2 separate regions of the Sus scrofa genome follow, and region 2 is linked to region 1. The links are chromatin contacts, called in public HiChIP or PLAC-seq maps. All regions are on one chromosome and are shown on one strand. The core of a region is the stretch at or near the end of the contact, and the rest is flanking DNA. Distances in the headings are between cores, read along the strand shown.

Region 1 (6,213 bases), core at 2,012-4,511:
GGGGACAAGCTGGCCCAAGTCTATAGTGTTTAGATGGGGAGCCAGAGGTGGCTCAGGACAGGGGCCCAAGAATGAAGGAGAGGAAGGGCAGGAGGAAGCAGGAAGATGAGATCGGGGAAGAAAAAATAGTCCCAGAGAGTCAAGGCCCTGGGCAGTGGAACCCACTCCACCCCATTTACCCCATTTCACAGAGGAGGAAACCAAGGCCCAGGGACAGGAAGTGGCTCGGGTGGTGGCTGCCTGTGAGGGGTGCTCTAACTGAAGCCTCTCACCCAGTCCTTGTGAGAATCCTGCAAGGCCCACATTTCAGATAAGGCAACTGAGGCTCAGAGCAACCAGCCCACCTCTTTGGTGTATCAGCCCCTATGCTTCTGAGAGCTCACCTGTGACCCAGAACCCTTGGCTTCAGCAGGTCCCTTCCTCTCCAGGACCCTGTCATCCCTGTCGGTGAAGTGGATGCCACCATCTGGTGCTTTCCAAACTTTCTTTAGCAGCAGAACCTCATCTCCAAGTCAATGCTTATACAAGAAATGGATGAGTGCAGGATGGCTCTGGCCAAAAATGATGGGGGAGAGGGGCCAAGAGCCAAGACCATGTTCAGAGAATCAAGATCTGGGAGTTTCCTAATGGCCTAGCTGTTAAGGATCTGGCATTGTCACTGCTGTGGCTCAGGTTCGATCCCTGGCCCAGGTACTTTCACAGGCTGCAGGCATGACCAAAAAAAAAAAAAAAAAAGAATCAAAATCTGGGAGTTCTTTGCTGGTCTAATGGTTCGGACTCAGTGCTTTCACCACCGCAGCCCAGGTTCAATCTCTGGTCTGGGAACTAAGATCCCACATCAAGCCACTGCATGCCATGGCCAAAAAAAACCCAAAAACCAAAAAACAAAAAAACCCCCAAAATCTTTCCTGAACTGTTCAGTGGGACTGAAATGCAACTCCAAACCCTACCACCCCAGCTCAAACCCATTTCCTCCACTCTGTCTCCATGACCACCACCTAAGCTGCCACCATTAGCTCTCTCCCAGTTAACTGTGCCTGCCTTTCCCAGGTCTCCTGGTCCTCTACCCCCACCAACCCCAAATAAGCCCTAGTCCACAAAAGAGCTGGAATGCACTTTCAAACACATGCCTCTCTGGCTCATACGGCACACCCCACCCCTGGACACCAGCCCTAGCTCTTTTGCCTGGCCTCACCCTAGGGACTCTGCACTTGCTGTGCCCTCAGCCATCAGCTCTTCCTCCAGGTCTCTGCACACCTGGCACCTCCCTCACACTTCACTACCTCCCACTTTGCTTTCTTCATAGCACATCCCAAGATCTTCACATCAGCTTGCTAAGTAACTCGCTTGCCTCCTAGCTAGGATGTGGGCTTCTTCAGGGCCAAGGTGTGCCTTTCCAACCACTATGCCCCAGGACCCAGCCCAGCACATGTCTGAACAAGTGAACAATTCCCACTGAGGGAGTGGTAGCCCCTAGATCCCAGCAGCCAGGGTAAAAGGATGGCTGCAGATGTGCCAGGATTCCCAGGAGTTGGGTATCCAGACATCCCCTGCTTCCAACCTCAAAAGAGCCAGGTGCCAGTTTCAAAAAGCCTTCCTGCTCGAAGGTGCCTGGAAATGGAGCCCACCTCATAACTGTGCAGATCGACAAGACAAGCCTAGAAAAGTACTCATCTACCTAGCATCTTTTGGCCAGAAGGCTCTTCTCCAAAATGACCCCAAGGCTGGGTAGAGAATGGACACTCATCCTTATGTGTGTATGTAGGAGTGGGGTGGGGCAGTGACCTCAATGTCAGCCCAGGCAGAAAAGGCAGAACAGGAAAGAGCCCATGTCCAAGGGGCTTCCTCACCACCCAGACATTCAAGTCCTTCTAGGATCTTGTGAATCAACCATTGGCCATCAGCCATGGCAAGCCTTCCCTTCTCTCTGGCACTTTAACAATACTGCAAAACCATTGGGTGCCCTTACTGTGAGGCAGTCGCAGCTCCAGCACCTTTCAAATGCTCCCCAAACCTAAGAGATGGCACTGCATTTATAAGGAAGGGAAAGTGAGCCTAGCAGGGGGTGCTCCCTCATCCAAAGCCACAAAACAGGTTAAGAGACAGTGTCAGAAGGCAAGGGAAGCACAGCAGCCCTGCTGCCTCCCCACCCCAAGAAGCTCTCATCACAGAGTCTGGAAATTAGCTACCTATCCTTCTAACAGCCTGAAAGCATCTGCTACCCACAGCCCAGCCCAGCCCCAGAACAAGTGGCAGGCCCCAGGACTGTGAGCCTTGCAGCTTCCTCAGGGCCCCATCCAGCCGCCCCAAGCCCGCTTGGACAGGTGGCCTTGCAGGCCCTTCTATCATCTCTCAAGCTTTTCCCAAGGAGCAGAAGTACCAGAGTAAGCAGTGTCCCCTACCTGGGAAACTTCCTGGGAGGATGGAGGAAGCTACACAAACTGTGACTCCATGCACTCACATATGCAACCTTGCACACCCAAGTCTCGACCGTCGGGGAGGTCTCGCGACCCTCTAGTCACTCTAGGATCTCGCGCGCCCCCTCAAATCTCGCACCCTCGAGTCTCGCGCGCCCCCGCAAATCTCGCACCCCTCGGGTCTCCTGCGCCCCTACTACTCTTTCAACCTCTCGAGTCTCGCGCGTCCCCTCAAATCTCGCGACCCCTTAAATCCCTCATGACCCTTTGGGTTTTGAGCGCTCCCACGTATCTCGCGCCTCCTTGAGCCCCCTCGGGTCTCGCGCACCCGCTCAAATCTCGCGGCCCTTCGAGCGTGCTCTGGCCCCGCACGCCCTGCACCCCGCACCCACGTGCCCAACGCAGTGCCCAACGCAGTGCCCGCTGGCGGTGGGGCCCACGGAAGCGGCGCGGCCACTGAGCCCCGCCCCCGGCTCCCGAGGTCCCGGCCCACTGACTCACTTCTCGCGTGCCTGGCTGTCGGAGGGCACGGCCGAGCCCTTGCCCCCCTTGGCGTACATCCTGCTCCGTGCCGCCGCCGCCGCGCTGGGGCCCCACACCTGTCAGGCGGCGCCGCGGGCCGCGCTCCCGGTCGCCATAGCTACCCCGCGTCCCGGGCCTCACCACCCCGAGCCCCGCGCGGGCATCGCGGGCATCGTCCGCGCGGGGGAGCTCCAAACGGCCGAGACGGCAGCGGCGGCGGCAGCTCCAGCTTTGGCTCTGACCACGGGTTTTATTTTCTTCCTCTCTTCCCTCAGCGCGGGCTGTTCCGGGAAGCGCGCGCCCCCTCCTCCCGCCGCGCGCGCCCCCGCCCGCCGCCTCCCCGTCGCTCGCGGGCGCCGCTCTTAAAGGGGCGATGGCAGGAGCGCGGGTGGGTCCCGCCGCCAGGACCGTGGGCCGGGCGCGCAAGCGCAGTGCCCGCCGCGGGGGGAGGGGGCGCGGGCTGCTCACGCTCAGGGCATGAGTGGGGACACCACTTCTGGGGCACACAGCGGGACACAGCTGATCATGGCTACACACACATTGTCCAAATAGAACCAGCCACCCAAATTGTACACCTAAGAACACAAGCCCACACTTAATTGCGATAGCATTCTCCGACACAAGACTCCACACGTAAGTCCGCATAACTACTGGAATAACTACTGATAGACCTATAAAGCTACAGGCAGTCACACTGGATGTATCACCCCGCAGCACAGGTGGGGACCGCCATACACAGTCTGCCCAGAGACACGCAGGTATACACAGCTTAAATAGTTGCTGTTACAGAACACTGAAACAGACCACGCGCACCTCGGCACACACCTGCATAGACACGCATTTGGAACCGCTATGGCACATCTTCCAACAGCTGTGGAATGAGCCCAAGCAGCTACTTGCTGTCACCCTGGGGCACCCTGTTGCAGCCTCTGGAGGGCTCCACACAGGGGCCTGGGCTGTCACTGAGCCACAGATAACTGTGTCACACAGTCACACGCAACGCACAGTCACACAACAGAGATGCTCGCAGCACAAAGACACCACACAGACAAGAAGCTCCTGGGGTGCCCAGGCCACACGCTGGGAGCCACTCTGCACAGCCCTACTGTCACACCTCGTGTCAATAGTCGGTGCTGGGTGACGGACTGGGTCACTCCCGCCTGCTCCGCCTCTCTGCCAGTGTTGCCAGCTGTTAATGGCATGAATCCCATTTGCCTGGGTGCAGGGAAAGGGTATTCCATTCTCTCTCCTGGGACCCTTCTTCTACCCCCAGGATATTTTCAGAGAAGGTGGAGGCAGACACTCAGGCAAGGAAGGACACCCGCAGGGCAAGGGGTGCTTGGGAGGGGTGGAGGCCTGTGCGCCAGGGGACCTGTGGGCTGCGTGCGTGGGCTGGGTGAGGAGAGGCGGTCCAAGGTCCAACTGTGACTCTAGGTCTGGATGCTTCTGGGAATATTTGCCATAGGTATTCTTTTTTTTGCTACGTGCAACCAGTGTGTGTGTAGACATGCGGATCCTGTGTGAGTGCACGTGTGCATCGCTGTGTGTGGGAGGATTGGCAAGTACCCAGTCGCTGGCGGGGCAACTGTCCCTGGCTCTGCGACGGTGGCTGCGTGTCCGCGGCGGTTTTGGGGGGCCAAGTGACGCCACGTCACATTTTGTGCACTAGGTTGGATTGCTGCCTCCCTGGGACCTCTGTTGTGTGGTTGTGCGCTCAGATTTCCCATGTTGTGTGTTTGTGTGTGCGCGCGCGCGCGCGCGCGAGCCTTGATCGGAACGCCCTTCCCGCTGCCCTACGACCCCCATTATGCTTCCCTCTTAGAACCGCCCCCAATGGCCTCCCTCCGACCCAAGGCTTCTGGCGGGCGGGAAGTCCTGAACCGCTGGGGTTCCAGACGGACGAGGAGGAAGGGAAGGGCAGGGCCAGGCGGTCGTCAGCCCCGCCTCCATCCTGAGGGGCCCCGGCCGGGGTTGGGGGGGACGCCAGCCCTTCCCACTTCCTGTCCAGCCGGTCGTCCCCTCCCCCAGCTTCCTCTCCCGCGGGCCTCCTAGGCCCCAGGCCGGCGCGGAGGAGGGGCCCTCTCTGCGTTTTAATGGGGCGCGGCAGACTTGATTCTGTCGGGCGTCGAGCTGGCGACTGCCCAATGTCCCCGGGGCCGCCAGGGGATGTGGACATCAAGGACACCCTCATCGTAATGCCCACCAGTGCCCATCACCGCTCTTCAGCCAGGCACACAGAGGGTGTGACTCACCCAGGTCACACAGTGTATTGGTGACAGCTGTGACTGCCGGGCACTACGGACGCCCCCATCCAGGCGCTCCCCATTTATCTCCTAATGTTCTGTGGCTCCCTAGGATTCTGTGCCCTGGTTGGGCCCCCCGCTATCTCTGAGCCGCCGCTCCTTAAGTCGGCGTGAGCCTTCATCCTCCGCGCAAACATTTATTGAGTGCCTGCTGTGTGCCGGGCTCTGTGGACCAGTCTGGACGTGTTGCTATTGCTTGTGAAGCAAAGGGAGGGCCGAACGTCAAAAGCTGGCGAGTCAGTAGGCTAATTTCAGGGAGTGCCACGTGCTGGGCAGAGGGAGGGGACCCCGGTGAAGAGGACCGGGCAACCGCTGGGGCGGAGGGAGGAAAGGAGGCTGGGAGGCGGAGGCACCCGCGGCCCGGCGAGTTGCAGAGGGGGAGGCACGGCTGGCGGGAGCGGAGAGCGCCGTTCTCATGGCAACCGGGGCGGATCTCCAAAACAGCCTCAGCGAGGGCGGAAAAGTCCGAGAAGAGCGACCTCTGGGCCCCACGCAGCGACCGGGAAGCTGAGTCGCGGGCACATCCACCCAGGCAGGGCTCACGCCTAGCAAGAACAGAACCCATAGAAACACCGCCCCCGATCCCCCTTGCAAAGGAGGGACGTGAGGGGGAAAAGGAAAAAAATTTCAATAAGGGGAGGGGTGGATCCGAAAGATCTGCAAGGAGAGTGCTCAGATTGCTGTCGCGGCAAGTGCAAAGGCCCTGAGGTGGGCACAAGATTAAAATGTTGAGGCAGAGCGAGGAGGGCAGTGTGGCTGCAGCAGGGGATAGAGGAACCGAGGGGCCGGAGCACTCCTGGCGGAGACCGGTCGGGATTTGTTCTAAAAGGAAAAGGGAGCCATCGGAAGGTGTGTTAGCCGCGAGGGACGGGATCTGCATCAAGATTTTAAGAAGCTTCATGGGGGCTGCCGGGTGGATCGGGATGGCATGGAGGAGGCAGGGAGGTTGGCCCAGGTAGGCAGGGGTCCTG
Region 2 (5,947 bases), core at 3,158-5,657, 40 kb after region 1:
GATATCAGAGGTTCCCACCATCCTCTCCTCGGGTTTGATTCATTTGCTAAAGTCAGAGATCTCAGTATACCCGTCTATTCACTAGATTATAGGTTTACTGCAAAGGATATTAGGAGTTCCCTAGTGTGCAGCAGGTTAAGGATCCGGCTTTGTCGCTGCTGTGGCTTGGGCTGCTGCTATGGTGAGGGTTTGATCCATGGCCTGGGAATTTCTGCATGCTGTGGGTACAGCAAAAAACAAAGAACAATGAAAAAACCCCAGCCAGATAGAAGAGATGCACAAGGCAAGGTACATGGAATGGGCAGTTTCCATGTCCTGTCTGAGTGCGCCATCCTCCGTATGTTCAACAACCCAAAAGCTCTTCAAAGTCCATCTTTTTTGAGTTTTATGGAGGCTTCATTACATAGACACAGTTGATTAAGTCACTAGTTGTTGGGGATTGAACTCTCATCTCCAGCCCGCCTTCCATCCCTGGAGGTGATGGTGGGTGGAAAGGTTGGGGCTGAATGTTGCAAACCTCTAATCACGTGGTTTGTTTTCCTAACAACCAGCTCCCAGCCTTGGGTGTCGCTGCCTTGGAGTTCCTGTGGTGGCTCAGTGGTAACAAACCTGACTAGTATCCATGAGGACAAGGGTTCGATTCCAGGCCTCACTCAGTGAGTTGGGGCTCCAGCGTTGATGTGAGCTGTGGTGTAGGTCGCAGCAAGGCTCAGATCCTGAGTTGCTGTGGCAGCGGCCTAGACTGGGAGCTGCAGCTCTGATTTGACTCCTAGCCTGGGAACCTCCACATGCCACAGGAGGTGCAGCCCCCCCCCCCCAAAAAAAACAGGAAGAAAGAAAAAAAGTTCGCTTCCTTAACATAACAAAAGACCTTTATCTCTCTTTACAGGAAATCCCCAGGGTTTCATCAGCTCTGTGTCAAAAACAGGGTGGAAGACCAAATATACATTCTTATTGTAAGTCACAATATTGCACATATAAGTGGGATCACAGAGCATGTGGGCTTTTGGATCTGGCTTGTATTATTATTATTTATTATTAATATTATTATTATTATTGCCTTTTGTCTTTTTAGGGCCGCACCTGTGGCATATGGAGGTTCCCAGGCCAGGGATCGAATGGAACTGTAGCTGCCAGCCTACACCACAGCCACAGCAATGCTGGATCTGAGCCGTATCTGTGACTTACACCACAGCCCATGGCAATGCCAGATCCTTAACCCACTGAGTGAGGCTGGGGATTGAACCTGTGTCCTCAAGGATCCTAGTGGAACTCCTTAACCACTGAGCCACAGTGGGAACTCCCTGGATCTAGCTTCTTTCACTCAGCATATTTTCAAGGTTTATCTATGTTATAACCTGCGTCACTGCTTCATTCCTTTTTACGACTGAATAATATTCAAGTTTATGAAGACACCACACTTTGTTCATCCATTCATCCTTTGGATTGTTTCCATCTTTTGAGTTTTTTTTTTTCTCTTTAGAGCCACACCTGTAGTATCTGGAAGTTCCTGAGCTAGGGGTTGAACTGGAGGTGCAGCGGCCGGCCTAAGCCTCAGCCACAGTAACTCGGGATCCAGGCTGCATCTGCCACCTACACCACAGCTCATGGCAACACTGGATCCTCAACCCACTGAGCAGGACCAGGGATCGAAGCTACATTCTCGTGGATACTAGTCGGGTTCATAACCCAATTGAGCCACAACAGGAACGCCCCACCTTTTGAATTATTGTAAATAGCACTTTCTTGAACATTCATATACAAAGATTTGAGGACCTATTTTCTTTCTTTTTTTTTTTTTTTTGGCTATGCCCATGATGTGGAAGTTCCTGGGCCAGGGATTAAACCCATGCCACAGCAGTGACAATGCAAGATCCTTAACTTGCTGAGCCACCAGGGGACTCCAAGGACCTGTTTTCAGTTCTGTGAGGATGGACCCAGAAGTGGGATGGCAGGGTCATATGGTCATTCGAGATCTACATCACTGGAATGTTTTCTACAGCCCTCTGCCTTTTGATTTTTTTAAAATTTTTGTTATGAAAGTATAGTTGAGGCATTCTTGTCGTGGCACAGGGGAAGCGAATCCAAGTAGGAGCCATGAGGTTGTGGGTTCGATCCCTGGCCCCAATCAGTGGGTTAAGGATCTGGCATTTCTGTGAGCTGTGGTGTAGTTCACCCACACGGCTTGGATCCGGAGTTACTGTGGCTGTGGCGTAGGCTGGCGGCTACAGCTCCGATTTGACCCCTAGCCTCCGATTTGACCTCCATATGCCGCAGGAGGGGCTCTAGAAAAGGCAAAAAGACAAAAAAAAAAAAAAAAAAAAAAAAAAAAGGATATGTCTTAGGAGTTCCCGTCATGGCTCGACAGAAACGAATCTGACTAGGAACCATGGGGTTGTGGGTTCGATCCCTGCCCTCAATCAGTGGGTTGAGAATCCAGTGTTGCCAAGAGCTATGGGATAGGTCATAGACATGGCTTAGATCCCACATTACTGTGGCTGTGTCTGACAGCTGTAGCTCCAATTCAACCCCTAGCCTGGGAACCTCCATATGCCATGGATGTGGCCCTAAGAAGCAAAAAAAAAAAAGAAAAAAAAAAATAGATATGACTTCAAGGCATTCTCTTGTGACACAGTGGGTTAACAATCCAGCGTTGTTACTGCAGCAACTTGGGTTGCTTCTGTGGCTCGAGTTTGATCTCTGGCCTGGGAACTTCCACATGCCACGAGTGCAGCCAAAAAAACCCACAAAAACCCTAGGCGTTTCCGTCATGGCTCAACAGTTAACGAACCCAACTAGTATCCATGAGGTCTTGGGTTTGATCCCTGGCCTCGCTCAGTGGGTTAAGGATCTGGCGTTTTTGTGAGCTGTGGTGTAGGTCGCAGACATGGCTCGGATCCCCCTTTACTGTGGCTACAATTCCGATTGGACCCCTAGCCTGGGTACCTCCTCATGCCACAGGTGTGGCCCTAAAAGACAAAAAGACAAACAAACAAACATAAAACCAACATACAACTTACAGAAAGCCAAAAGGACTAATCTTAGGTGTTAAGTTCAATGACATTGCACATAACCCCTTCCCAAATGAAGCTCCAGAGCATTCTCAGCCCCACACCTGTCCCATCATTCCTCCTACCTCTGGATTAACAGCTGTGCTTACCTGTTACTATGGCTAATTTTGGTACAGAACCGGCCAGCACATCCCCTTTTCTGTCTGCTGACTTTCACTCACCACCATGTCTATGAATTGCTGTGTTCATCTGTTGTGTGGGTCTTTCTTTTTCATTGCTATATAGTATTCTACTGTGCATGTCTGGGTGTGGAACTGCTGACTCATGAGTGGGTGTCTGTTACTTTACAAGTAGGACCAGTCATTAGATCATTTTATTCCTGGAACTTCTCAAGGGGGACAAAGCTCATGGGTGATCCCTGGAAACAGGAAAGGGTGACATTAGCTCCAGGGCGATTTCCACTTCACCAGACTCTGGCATGCTGGCAGCTGGGCTGATCTGGCTCCCCTTCACAGCACATTAGCTGATGACCTCATAGTCAGCCCCGTGGCCAAACTGGGAGGAGCGATGGGGCAGGCTGTGGGCATCCAGCCAGCAATGAGCTTAGTGGGCCGGGACCATGCATTCCTCAAGTCCTGCAGGCCAAGTCGGGGCAGAGGTAAACAGAACATGGAGGCCAGGGGTCAAGCTGTTCCCTCCACTTGGCTCAGCCCCAAACCTCCCAAAATGTTTCTTACCGATTACTGTTGGCTGGAGGCACCCTCATCAAACACACAAGTAAATACCCACTTCTGTGGTTTGTTTCTCGTGATTCAAGGCAAACATGGTCATGACGTCAGATCCGGACATGGTGAAAAAAATCAGGTTATTTAAAAATCTATGAGTTCAGTGGACAAGGAGAATTGCTGTCCTATTGCTGTGAACATCCCTCTAGGTCAGTATGCCTCTGTGTTGTAGACAGGGGTCCCTAGCCAGCCTGGGTTCAAATCCTGGCTTAGTTCTTGAGAGGCCAAGCAGATTTGGGAAGTATTACTAACTTCTTCAAAACTCAGTTTCTCAGTATTAGTATGAAGCTTGATTGTAACTACAATCGCAATGTTGTAGAACTCATTTCTATTACTATTATGAGTGGTTGGCCAATAAAATCTCAGTTTCAGCCAGAGTTAGGCTCAGACAGGCCAGGGCAAGTCTGCTTAGAAAGAATGGCCCCCACTGGCAATCTCCTATTTATCTCTTAAACCCCACCTTTGATGCCCCATCTTCCAGTAAAGACTTCCTTGCTCTCTTCTCTGTTGCCCTCAAGCTGAGGGGCCTTCCTCTGGCCCCACCTTGACCACACAGGGCTAGAGCATCCAAGTCTGGGTCTGTGCCCTGCCAGACCATGGCCTTCCCAAGGACCAAATTCCAGTGTCCCTATATCAGTGTCCTGTGGCTGCTGTTAACACATTGCTGTAGACTAGGTGACTTAAAACAACAGGAATTTATTCTCTCACAGTTCTGGTGTCCGGAATTTTGAAATCAAGGGTCAGCAGGGCTGTGTCCTCTCTGAAGTCTTAGGGGAGGAGGCTTCCTGGCCTCTTCCAGCTTCTAGTGGCCCCAGATGTTCCTTGGCCTGTGGCTCCATCACTTAAGTCTGTGCCTCTGATTTCCCATTTCTTTCTCCCTTTCTCTGTCTATCTCTCCTGTTTTTATTTTTCTTTTTTTGTTTTTTTTCTTTTTATTTATTTATTTTTTGTTTGTTTTTTAGGGCCACACTGCAGCATATGGAAGTTCCCAGCCTAAGGGTCAAATGGGAGCTACAGCTGATGGCCTACATCACATCCACAGCAACTCAGGATCCTAGCCATGTCTGCAACCTACACTGCAGCTCACAGCAACACTAGACCCCCAAACCACTGATCGAGGCCAGGGATCGAACCCAATCCTCATGATACTAGTTGGATTTGTTTCTGCTGCACCACAGTGGGAACTCCCTCTTTTTTTTTCTTTTTATAGCTGCACCTGCAACATATAGAAGTTCCTGGGCTAGGGATTGAATCAGAGCCTATGCCACAGCCACAGCAACACTGAATCCAAGCCTCATCTGCAACCTACACCATAGGCTTGTGCAATGCCAGATCCTTAACCCACTGAGCAAAGCCAGGGATGGAACCTGCATCCTCATGGATACTAGTCAGCTTCTTAACCTGCTGAGTCACAACTGGAACTCTTATTTCTTCTGTTTTTATATTTAGGGTCTATTGTAAATCCAGAACAATTTTATCCCAAGATCTTTGTCATTACATCAAACTTAACTGTATCTGCATAGGCCCTTTTCTGAAATAAAGTCAAATTCCCAGGGACTGAGGGATAGGTATCAGTTCATCAAGGTAGGTCTGGTTCAGAGAAGGGCCATGAAAACTCCCTGAGAGACATCACAATAGTGAATGGTGGTGATGGTTTGGGGAGACATCTACTTCTGCAGCAGAGTGTAGAGCAAAGAAATAAATACCAGGGGAAGAAAGTTTGAATGTCTACTGCACCAAACCAAATGAGGGTTGGATCATCCTAAGCACAGCAAAGCCAATCTACTGACACCAGGTTGTGATGAAGGAAAGTACAGCGTTTATTGCAGGACTCCAAGCAAAGGAGTGGGAGACAAGGCTCTGATCCACTTCACCTTGGTCTTTGAGTGAGGGTTTTTTTCTTTTTTCTTTTTTCTTTTTAAGGGGAAGAACAAAGAGATTAATCATCTTGTAATCTTGCTGTGACATTTTTTTTTCTTTTCTTTTTATGGCCTCACTATGGCATAAGGAATTTCTTAGGCTAGGGGTTGAATCACAGCCATAGCAATGCCAGATCCAAGCCAAATCTGTGACCTATGCCACAGCTTGTGGCAACAATGGATTCTTAACCCACTGAGCAAGGCCAGGTATCGAACCTGCATCCTTACAGAC

The links. HiChIP or PLAC-seq counts read pairs in DNA pulled down with a chosen protein or histone mark.
Region 2: an H3K27ac HiChIP or PLAC-seq map of alveolar macrophages shows a contact between it and region 1. The contact joins the enhancer-like site here to the promoter of SSBP4 in region 1. A contact is called at or near these places in 1 of 5 promoter capture datasets (fetal liver), 6 of 47 Hi-C or Micro-C datasets (blood, epiblast stem cells, heart right ventricle and 2 more) and 2 of 2 datasets of contacts at active chromatin or transcription factors (alveolar macrophages and skeletal muscle).

Annotation. Positions count from the first base shown.
Region 1 is chr2:59,381,276-59,387,488 of Sscrofa11.1, forward strand. SSBP4 (single-stranded DNA-binding protein 4) reads right to left here and starts at 3,262. Exons shown (of 17, transcript XM_021083516.1): 1 at 2,919-3,262. The coding sequence starts at 2,977.
Region 2 is chr2:59,420,549-59,426,495 of Sscrofa11.1, forward strand. No RefSeq gene overlaps it. Among named protein-coding and RNA genes, the nearest start is that of GDF15, 12 kb to the left of the region's middle. Within about 2 kb of position 4,408, at least 30 of the 83 cell types and tissues checked have an H3K27ac peak or open chromatin away from gene starts, as enhancers often do. A contact at or near this core is called in alveolar macrophages, fetal liver, liver and 1 more, where this site is marked.